Linked DNA regions of Zea mays: regions 2 and 3 are each linked to region 1. Evidence: chromatin contacts called from public Hi-C data. All regions are on one chromosome and are shown on one strand. The core of a region is the stretch at or near the end of the contact, and the rest is flanking DNA. Distances in the headings are between cores, read along the strand shown.

Evidence for each region. A called contact is a pair of places that touch in the nucleus more often than the background predicts.
Region 2: a Hi-C map of tassel shows a contact between it and region 1, with 3 times the contacts expected there. The contact joins the promoter of LOC100274520 here to the promoter of LOC100275569 in region 1. A contact is called at or near these places in 2 of 25 Hi-C or Micro-C datasets (ear and tassel).
Region 3: a Hi-C map of endosperm shows a contact between it and region 1, with 4 times the contacts expected there. The contact joins the promoter of LOC111591188 here to the promoter of LOC100275569 in region 1. A contact is called at or near these places in 2 of 25 Hi-C or Micro-C datasets (endosperm and tassel).

What each region holds. Positions count from the first base shown.
Region 1 is chr3:175,091,853-175,095,440 of Zm-B73-REFERENCE-NAM-5.0, forward strand. It overlaps LOC100275569, which reads left to right and starts at 1,594. Exons shown (of 11, transcript NM_001149621.1): 1 at 1,594-1,813; 2 at 2,360-2,456; 3 at 3,426-3,549. The coding sequence starts at 3,478.
Region 2 is chr3:176,080,718-176,084,305 of Zm-B73-REFERENCE-NAM-5.0, forward strand. LOC100274520 (Amino acid permease 2) reads left to right here and starts at 2,013. Exons shown (of 5, transcript NM_001148877.1): 1 at 2,013-2,178; 2 at 2,818-3,051; 3 at 3,177-3,270; 4 at 3,376-3,588. The coding sequence starts at 2,043.
Region 3 is chr3:174,362,999-174,366,586 of Zm-B73-REFERENCE-NAM-5.0, forward strand. LOC111591188 reads left to right here and starts at 1,966. Exons shown (of 1, transcript XM_023302132.1): 1 at 1,966-2,979. The coding sequence starts at 2,371. The coding sequence ends at 2,763.

The DNA of each region.
Region 1 (3,588 bases), core at 344-2,843:
CGCCTCGTGTCGTCGCAGAGGCAGAGATGCGTGAGCGAGCGAGAGATCCGTGCCGCCACGTGAAGTGAACCTAGGCCGGGGTCAGGTCATTCCCACTGCGCCACCATTGCATTCATGTCGTCGTCCAATCCAATTAACCATACGTATAAGGCACGGTTAAACCTAGCTTTTAGTGCCTACCATACAACGGTGGCCCGATCGACATTCCAGCCGCTGCATCGCCTAGTGGAATTTTACCTGCATGATACAGCCTTAACTTGGACGTTAAAAATCCCAGCCGCCAGCGACTGATGCTAGCTAACTACGGCCGGGCCGGGGAAGTAACATGATGGGACCTGGATCCTGCACGTTTGCATTTGAAGAAGAAGAAGACGACGACCATGACCATGATGGTGCATTGCAGGGCACAACCACCTCCCATTTACGATTTTACCCTGGCCTGGCCAAGCAAGGAAAGCGACAAGCGAACTGCTGGCCGGGCCAGCCAAGTGCCCTCCCCACAGCAGAAATGGACATGCTAATCATGAAAAAACAACCATTTAATTGGGGTGGGGGGGTGGGGGGGTGGGGGGGGGGGGCTTAGTTAGCGCATGGCATGGCATGTCATATGACTGTGAGCGAATGCAAACGCTGAGGAAGGATAGGGAGGAGTTCTTTTATTTGTCGTTGTCTCTCCCTCCTTCCACTATGGGATTCAATAATTTGGGATCGACGATGATGCTTTGCTGCCTGTGTGACTGTGTTCCTGTGCAAATATATTCTCAGTCTTATCCTCGACCAGCCTACCTTGGCCTCTCGCGTCCTTGCATGCATTGCACAGCTCAAAACTGTCAGACTCAAAAAAAAATTAGTACCATGCATCACCCTACCTAACCAAATGCTAGCGGTAGCCTTTACCATGCCTTGGTCAATTTGCTAGGCATCGATCAATCATTCGTCGTGTATAAAAAAAATAGAGGGGTTTGGTGTTCTACTACGTGTCACCCTAACCAAATACAGCCACACTCCATATCTTTTTTTTTTCTTTTGACAGATTTATTGGTAAATGTTTTCATTTCTTCTTTTTTACTAAGTGAACAAATAAAAAACCCAAAAAAAAAAACCGAGCACAACTCAATGGTGGCGCACATTTTAAACCGAAGGGGATACTAGTATCTAAGTGCCTTTCTGCAGAGGTTTCGCTTTTCAAAGATGCTATCGACAAATGTTTCCTTTTAACTCTTTCCGTGCTGCACTCTGTGTGTGTGCGTGCGTGCGTGCGTGTATATATGGCTATCATTTAGCAATATTTATCTTTTTCCACGAGTGGCAAATGTTAAAGCACACACCATGCCTTGGCTCTCATCAATCAATTCTCAACCGGAAGTGACTCGCCCACGCGGTCGTGGGTCCCACACGCAGGGACTCGCGTCACTGGTACGCTCTTCACTATCGGTAGTGCAGGCAGTAGCCGCTTGTATGTAGTGTGTAGCCCTTTCCTTTCCCTCCCGCGAGCACGCTACGAATCGCCGTGGTAAATGCTCGGCCGCGGCGGCCATTAGAAGGCGCTAATCACGCCCAGGATTAAAGAGCCCCCCTCTCCGCCTTGGCCTCGGCTCGCGCACCTGCCTGCCTCACTGCCTGCCTACCTACCTGCGTTGTTGCCTTCTTCGCCTCCTCCCCCTGTGGCCGCACCGCAGCAGCTGCGGCGGCGGCAGAGGTGAACAGCTTCCCGCGGCCTTGTCCTGTCCGGACTCCGGGGCCGGGACCGGCAGCGCAGCGGGCTCGCAGGATCTCCCGAGTCCCGACCCCCATGCGTCGGCCTCGGTGACAGGTAACGGAGGATTTCACCCCCCCCTGCTCTTGTATCCGGTTCCTGGTGCTGCTTGCTACCTACTAGGGCGCGCTGCTCGGGGTTGGAGGAATTTGGCGGCTGCTTGTGTGACGAGGAGCGGGCGTGTTTGGTAGATGGCGCGGAGTTCTGCAATGCGGAGGAGCGGTTTTGCCGGGTTCTCGTGCTTCGCTGGGCAGGCTCGTCGTCTCCTTCCGTTTCGATTCCAGGTGCCCAGTTGGAAACTTTGGAGATCCGGTTCAAGTTTGAGCAGGCCCTGAATTTCGCCAGGAAATGGCCCTCGCCCAAGCACTTCCTTAAGCTTTTTTTTTCTGGGACCAGCGACGCGCAATTTTCTCCACTTCTTCTGCGCCGGGGTCACGTGTTTGTTTCATCTTCTCTTTCTCTTTGTTCTGTCGCTGCGAAGTTTCGGATTTCATAAATCGTTCGCCCACTGTCGTTGTTCCGTAGAAGAAGCTGGAATTTTACGCACTGTCGATGCTGGAACTTCGATTCAGCTTTTATCTGACATAAATTTTGTTTTTTCAGCGCCGCAGCTTTTCAAAAGTGCTCCTCTTTGGGCCCTTGGGGGTCTGTAACTGCTGGGTGGCCTCTCTTTTCTTGCCTCCCCGCTTTCTTTTCCGTGGTGAGTTTAAATTCCGGCTTTGATGGCATTTTTTAACGGATCTGACGGCTTCTGATGATTACCGACAGTTTGGCCCTTTTTTCCGCTTCTCTTTCCTATATTTTTTCCTCCCCTTCCCACTGTCACTGATGCAGCGAAGCTTGGTATAGCATGACCTGAATTCAGCTTGTGTAGACGAGGAGCCAAGTTTCTTCTTCTTTTCCTTTGCTCCAAACAGATCGCTAATTGTGTTCGTGTTTTGTTCTGGTAGGGCCGAAAGTTGCTGGATTCTGCATATGCAATCCCGTGATGAATTCTTAACTTCGAGAACCTCAGTTTCAGTTCAGCGATAGAAAATAGACACTTTCGATTTCGGTGTTCTAGCTGATTCTTCGAGCCACAGGAACTTTCTTTTCTTTATTGTTCGTTTCACTTTAGTCTGTTTTCTGTTTTACTTGGCTGTACATGTTGTTATCCTTTCTTTTGGGTTGCAACTCGTTCGAGTTGTTGGCATGTCAATGAATTGTTGAGAAGAAGACTACCGTTCCCGGCCTGATGCCTGTATCTGCCTATCTGGTTTCGTGCTTAGGGTCCACCTGCAGCTTGGAAATGTTGGAATCTTGTGTCTGAAACCTTGACCCAAAAGAAAAGGACAGATGCTGAGACTGAGGGCTTGATGCTTCAAATAGAATTGACTTGATGAAATTTATCATGTTATTAGGTTCCACCTTCCAGTAGTTGGAAATTCTTTAATGTTACTGATCTAGAACCGTGCTCTCTTTACCACTTCCCAGGTGTGGTGTTGTGCAGAAGTTTGAGAACCATGTTGGCTATTATTTGTAGACTTAACCGATGTGCTCCTAAATCTTAAGACGCACCAAACGGCTCTTTTGAGTTTCCTTTTTTTGTTTTTTTTTTGTCATTTTATTAGATTAAATTTCAGCTTTGCTGTTATGCCTCAATTTTAAATGTCCTGGCAAACGTTTTCAGGGTTTGCTAGCGGAGTCCATCCAACTATAATGAATTAGGCACCCAGTACGTAATGGCAACGGAAGTCAAACAAACTTATTTTTCATGGTCACAAGGAGAGTCAACTGAACGGGATGGTCCTCAAGTAAGTTTTTATGATACATTAGTCATTTATCTTTGTCAA
Region 2 (3,588 bases), core at 763-3,262, 990 kb after region 1:
TTCCTAGCTAGGACAGGTCACACTATAACATGCAGCGCTTGTTCGTATACTAAGTTCTAGTCTACAATCTATGCATGTTTTGCTTCATGCTTACATGACATGACTACAAAAAATATTGGTGTGCATCTCCATGATGATGATCACAAAAACCAAAGAACGGCCCTCCGTTACGTACTCCTATATGTACGTTCTTGACCGCTGCTTTTTTGCTTATTGTGTACCTTTCCTTTCTTCTTTGGTGCAGGGCCAGTCAAACGGAATATAAGGTACCGAAATTCGTCACTAACCGAGTCCATAATCAAGCTTAAGCGAAAGCATCATCTAATACAGTATGTAATGCTTGCACACCGGTCGTTTTGTTTGTTACTAGTTAGTTACACCCTGCATCGGTATATAGTTTCTATATAAGATATATATATATAGTTTTTTTTACAACACAAACCAACATGAGCTGCAGTGGTTAGAGGTGAGTGCTCTCTTTCTAGGGAGTAGAGACCACCATTCAAATCCTGACATGCATCTAAGGGTCTCCATGCGCGTCTTACAAAGAAATCGTAGTGATGTATGGGTAACTAACTTGCGTGTGTGTATATATATAATTCGTGGCTTTAGGTGATGATCGGGTGAAATAACTTAACAAATTTAAGTTATTTATATTTGTTAAGTCATTTCAGGGTAGGTAATTATCTACCTAGCTAGATGATAAATAGGGATGCCTCATATATATATATGGTCGAAGGTTATTACCTATGGATTATGCTAGAGATATGTCAGAACAATAGTGTTATCAGGACTTGTTCTTGGAAACTTTCTGATTCATTTTGAAATATATGCAGATCGATGTTATAACAAGCATCGGCGGCTAAATGAGACAGGTTCAAAGCTAAAGATGCACGATGGACGATGTGCGTCATATTTGAGACTTAGCTTGCTCCATCAGCCAGGCACATGCACATGCACGCATGAAGGCTGGCTGGCTGGCTGTGTGTTTAGAATTGAAACACAGGTTCAGAGCTCAAGTACATAGGCTGTGATTCTCTCGGATGATGCATGGTGGGGTCGGAATGAATGAGAATCAAACGCATAGCGACTAGCGAACCTATTCGATGCATAGATGCACATGCACATGCGCGCGCGGGAATGAAGCAAAGAATGGACGAGAGTAGCTCGGAATGGCGTGCTGGCCGTGGGGTCCTGAGACTCCCTGCCCGCTCGTCCTGCATCTCTCTGCTGCCTGCATGATGATGCACGGAGAGCAGCCTAGCTCAATGCAGCAGCAGCAGCAGCAGCTATAAATAAACAGGAACCAGCGGGTGCAACTAGTAACACACCACTGAACTGAACTCCCAGCTGTAATCTATCTCCTTGCAGTAAGCAAGGGCAGCGAGAGTACGACGACGACGGCCCAGCAACTTCCTCGAACAGAGAAAAAAAAAAGAACAGCACCTAACCTAGGGAAGGCAAGTGGTTTTCAGAACCCTGTTGCGATCTTATCGCATCGTATTTGCTGTGCTGGGTTAAATTCCACGACGATCCGGCCTTGCTCAGGTGACTGTTGCGTACATACGTAGGATGTGTGTGTATGCGACGACGGCGACGACTATGTGAGGGTGGCATCAAAAGCGGCGGCGCGTGCAGTTTAGGTAGACGCTGTTTCCCGTTGACACCGCGTGCCGCCACTGCGCGAGTCGGTCACGCGCCCCGCCCGTCGTCTGATGCCTTGCACTGCACTGCACTGCGCGCTTGCATGCTCAACCCAAGCTCCCCGGCGCGCGCGGCCTCGATGGCGACTGGTCGGGGCGGGACCGCGGGAGCGGGCGCGGGCCTTTATAAAATGGCACGTCGTGCTCGCAGCCAGGCAGCCAGCCACGCAGCAGGAGCAGCAGCAGCAGATCTGGCAGGAGCTAGTGATCACTGACAGTGACAGGTCAGGGCATCGCTGCCTGCCGTCACGTACTACAAGACACTACGGTATGGGGGTGCAGAGTGAACCGCCGCTTCGATTCTGACCTGTTGCCTCCTTGGACACTCCGCAGATTGACATGGCGGAGAACAACGTCGTGGCCACGTACTACTACCCGACGGCAGCGCCGGCGGCCATGGAGGTCTGCGGCGCGGAGCTCGGCCAGGGCAAGCCCGACAAGTGCTTCGACGACGATGGCCGCCCCAAGCGCAATGGTACGTAGGTTTGATTTCAACTAATTGGAGGTAACGATGTAGGCTCCATTCGATTCGTGATGTGTCTATTATCCTGCTAATTTCAATGCATAGTCTATTTTAAAATATTAAACTGAACTCTAAAGTGAATGTCTCTTAAAAATTTAAATATTGTTTGTTCAATTTATATCGATTTGGTACAATTAATTTGTATTTACCTCTAATTTTCTAAATATAGAGGAGGTCAAAGGAGCTAAAATCCTCGTGCTATTTAAAACTGAATAGAAAGAGAATTTTTGTCCATCAAATTTCTTCGGTATTTTTGCTCCTAAACATGCTTGAGTGTTTCTGCGAAATTGGACGAAATTTTTTTCTCCCCGCGGGAACGGAGACCGGAGTGCCGCTATTCTACGATGGAAATTTTCCCGCTGCAGGCGCACACCGAACAATTCCAATTTAATAAAATCGGCTCGCTCGATTGCACGGCCCGTAGGCTAGCGAGGGAACGTCCGTCGACGTGTCAGCAAATCATCTCGGGTCTAGGCGTCTAGCGGATGCACGCCCTGGGAGGGACCATGATTTTTTTTCCCGCTTGCTGCCGTGTTAACGTTGAGTGCTGATGTGCATTCCGACGTATTGGGCTGCATGCATGTGCTACAGGGACGATGTGGACGGCGAGCGCGCACATCATCACGGCGGTGATCGGCTCCGGGGTGCTCTCGCTGGGGTGGGCCATCGCGCAGCTCGGCTGGGTGGCCGGACCCGTCGTCATGCTGCTCTTCTCGCTCGTCACCTACTACACCTCGTCGCTGCTCGCAGACTGCTACCGCTCCGGCGACCCCAGCACCGGCAAGCGGAACTACACCTACATGGACGCCGTCAACGCGAACCTCAGTGCGTGCCCCTCCGCCTTCGTCCCCCTCCTTCCCACGTCTCTGCATTGCGACTTTGCGAGAGTTGGAGACCCATTAGCTAGAGCTTACTCTGTGCATCCCGTGGACTGGAATTTCGTCGAGCAGGTGGCATCAAGGTCCAGATCTGCGGGTTCCTGCAGTACGCCAACATCGTGGGCGTGGCCATCGGCTACACCATCGCTGCCTCCATTAGCATGCTGTGAGTGAACGCAGCCTTTCATCTGGACAGTGATGCATGAATGTCGTACCTCCTGTGACTTGATATACATATGGTGTCGTGTTGGTGCGCCGCAACCGCATGCAGCGCGATCAGGAGGGCCAACTGCTTCCACCAGAAGGGACACGGCAACCCCTGCAAGATCTCCAGCACGCCCTACATGATCATCTTCGGCGTGGCGGAGATCTTCTTCTCGCAGATCCCGGACTTCGACCAGATCTCCTGGCTCTCCATCCTCGCCGCCGTCATGTCCTTCACCTACTCCTCCATTGGGCTCGGCCTGGGCGTCGTCCAAGTCAT
Region 3 (3,588 bases), core at 716-3,215, 730 kb before region 1:
TCAAGATTGAAGGTATTTGCCGAGCTGAGTGACAGACGGGGGGGGGGGGGATTGGACAAAGGATGGACTGTGAGTCGAAAATTTAAACACTATTGCTGTTTCACAAGATGTGCGTCGCTTACTGGCCCAGACGACAGTGCGGGGGCTGTGGGCTGGGCTTAATTTGCACGGACACGACATTTCGCTGTGGCACAAGGCTTCGCTTCAGGCTTGACCTCGAACTGAAGGCATGGGCACTTGGAGTTGGGCACCCGCGGCCGGAGCTGACAAATCTGTAGGATGGAGCAAAACAAACTGGTGGAAGTGGAACGCAACTCGCAAGGAGCAGCAACAGCAAGGACGGCGCGCGCGTGACAACTGACAGCACCAGCACCGCAGCGAACCGACTCTTGTGGCGGCAGTGGCCACGTACGGTACGGCCCATAGCCACAGGGCCAAGGACCCCGCAGGGAGACGAACGCGGTGGGTTCGTGCGTGCGTGCTCTCTGCCGGCGATGGGCAAACTTGCCGGCTGGACTCGCCCGACACTGGCAGCTACTCGCCGCGGCCACGACGAGGGCCGCCCCCCGCTCCCCCGCGGCCCCGCCCGCCCCCACGGTGGAGAATCTCCACGGGCGAGCCACAGGACGGTGGTCGTGGCCGGGCCCAACCGCGCGCACGTACCGTCCCGATCCCGCGGCCGAGAGACCTGCCGTCCGAGCCGCACCGGCCGTGTCGCCCGGACGTCTGTCTCAGCGTTGGCGCCCGCATTCATTTGCACCAGCAGGCATCGCCGGTGGTGTTACCGTTCATAGCCTCGTCAGCGCGCGGCACAGGGGCGGGGCGGGGCGGGGTGGGCCGGCCGGAGGGGAGGAGGAGCCGAAGCGCCCGGCACAAGACAGGGAAGGAAGGCAAGCAGAAGCAGCGCGGCCCTGTGATCGCACGGTATGTGTGGCGCCCACCGAGCCTGACAGGACCAGGCGTCACCTGTCGAGGATCCCACGCATCCCGAGGCGTATCTCACGGCCAATTAAAAACCCACCGCGACGGTCGATGCCGCGCAGCCTGAAAAGGCAACAGCTCCGGCTTCCGTCACCATTCAGCCATTCATGCCGCTTCCAGCTTTCCACCAACCGGAGCAACCGAGCCAGTGACGAGCGACGAGCTGAGGACGGAGCTCTAGCTGCACACATCCCGCTGTCAAGCATTATTTGAATGCGAGAATTTTTTTATCTATATTTATTTTTTTATTGTTGTAAAATTACATGTTTTTAATTTTTCTATAGGATGGACGTTAGACTGTGTGTCCATTAGTTCACTAATATGAACATTCAAAACCCTGTTTTTTGCACTGTAAACTACACTGTTTTCAGAGTAAAGTTTGAATATACGGTATGAGAATAGGCTGCTTAAGATAGCCTTAGGCCGGTTCGAGTTTTATAGCATATAGTTAGGGTTGCAGCTCAGCTTGACTCGGCTCGACTTGGTGTGGCTCGCCTACTCAACGAGATGTAGAAAGAGGCTCGGCTCAGCTTGCGAGCTGCACCTGAAAAACAATATTGCATTATATAGTGAATTAATAGTCTATAAACATAATACAATACTACAAGTAATTTAGATTATAATTGTCATATATACATCATTAAAGACGAAGAAACGAGTCAGATATCTATAAAACTATCTAATATTCATCGTTTTTGTGTAGATTGATTAATTTTGTGCAGCTCGACAGATAGAGCGGCTTGGTTCGTTGCCCCCAACGAGTTCGAAAATCTGGCTCGACTCGGCTTGCCTCGCTCGAGACTCGCGAGCCGCTCCTCTACAAACTGTGAGTCGGTTCGTCGAGATCCCTTCCCTCCTTAGAATCGTAGAGTTAGCACATGATATATGGTAGCATCCAGTAGAAACCGCATTAAAACTGACCTTATAAAATTCCATCTTATTTTTACTCCTGTACGAACAGGTTAATTGATTGTGCTCCTAAAACTGCGCCGCTGCGCGTACCATGTTGTACGGCAGGACACTTGGAACGACCGGTGGTCATGGCCTGATGGACACACGACCCGTAGCAGGGGTGGCCGTGCAGGGGGGAAGGGAAAGCTTTTCACCGTAGGGCCAAACCCTAGCCCTTTTACGCCAAAAGCTCGAGACGCTGCCACTGCACTGCACTGCACCTGGCCCTGCCCCGCAAATGTTACCGCAAGGAGCGAACTGAGGCGTCTTTTTTCCTTCTCTCTCGCGGTCTCTCGCCAGAGGAAAGGGATCCACAACACCCAGCTCCATCCATTCCACGCACGAGGACTCTCTTTCTAGAGTGAGTGACGAGCTCCTCCCCTCCTGGCCTCCCTTAAACCCTAGAGAGCTAGCTGTCATCTAGCTAGCCCGTGGGCAATGTCGTCAACGCTGACGCCCCCGGCGCCGCCGGCGCTCCTGGTGCCGGTGGCGTACGCCGCCGTAGGCGCGCCCGTGGAAGCGGCAGGGAGAGGGTCGTCGTCGTACGGCCCGGTGATCGCGATGCTGGCCGTCGTGGCCGTGCTGGCGGCCGCCGCGGTGGCCGTGGGGCGGCTCTGCTTCGGGCGCCGGGCGCACGGCGGCGCCCGCGACCTGGAGGCCTGGGTGGAGCGCACCTGCGGGCCCTGCGTCGGCGCCACCGTGCTCGCCCAGGCAACGGACGAGGGCGGAGGCGGCGCCGTCGCTGGCGCTGGCGCTGGGGCCGCGGCGGCGACGGAGCCCGGCGGCGCGCCCGAGGGGACGGACGACGGAGACGGAGCGAGGAGACAGTAGTACCAGTAGAGCGTGGCGTGCTGATTGACAACTGGCCTTGTAAATTGTCTCCTCCCCGGACCATGAAACGTGCATGCCCTGCGATCGTTGGTGTCGGGAAGTTTTGGAATAGCCTGTGTACGCCTCTGTTTGGAAGCGATGGATGCTGGTGGTGGTGGCGCTGTTTGAATTTGGCGTGCACAAGCACAACGGAGTGGATTTGATGTTTTGGTTTTACTACTCGCTCGCTAGTCATATACATTGCCTGCCTGCCTGCCTCATTGACATTGAAGAGTCGTCACATATTGTTGCTGGACGCGTTTTCCTTTTCCCTTTGCTCGCGTTCGTTCCCGCGCGTTTATTTGCCTCCAGCCACCATCAGTTCAGTTCCGGTTCCACTGTCGTCAGCCACTGCATGCCCACTGGGCACTGGCGTTGGCAGCGGTAGTAGTAGACTAGTACTGTAGTAGATGAGGTGTTGCGCTTCGCTGTGGTTCGTACGCGGTGGCACGAGCGCGCAGGGAAAGAGGGAGAAAGAGAGAGAGGGATGGAGGGCGCCCGCCCCGGCGCTTCTGTTTGGCATCTCGGGTTGAGTGGCCACTGGCCAGCCAGCCATCAGCCATGGCCCATGGGTGACAGCAGCCCAGCTGCTGGGCAGAGCGCCACATGAGACGAGGTCAGAGGGCACAGCGTTGACTGTCCTGGATGGCACGGAACGAGAATCAGAATCGGCGCAAAGACAAAGGAGTCTGCTTCGACGTCTCTAGCTTCCAGATGACTCGTTTTACGATTCCCATGCCATGGTCTGAGAACGAACTTGGGATTAGGACTTTTGGAAAGGGTGGG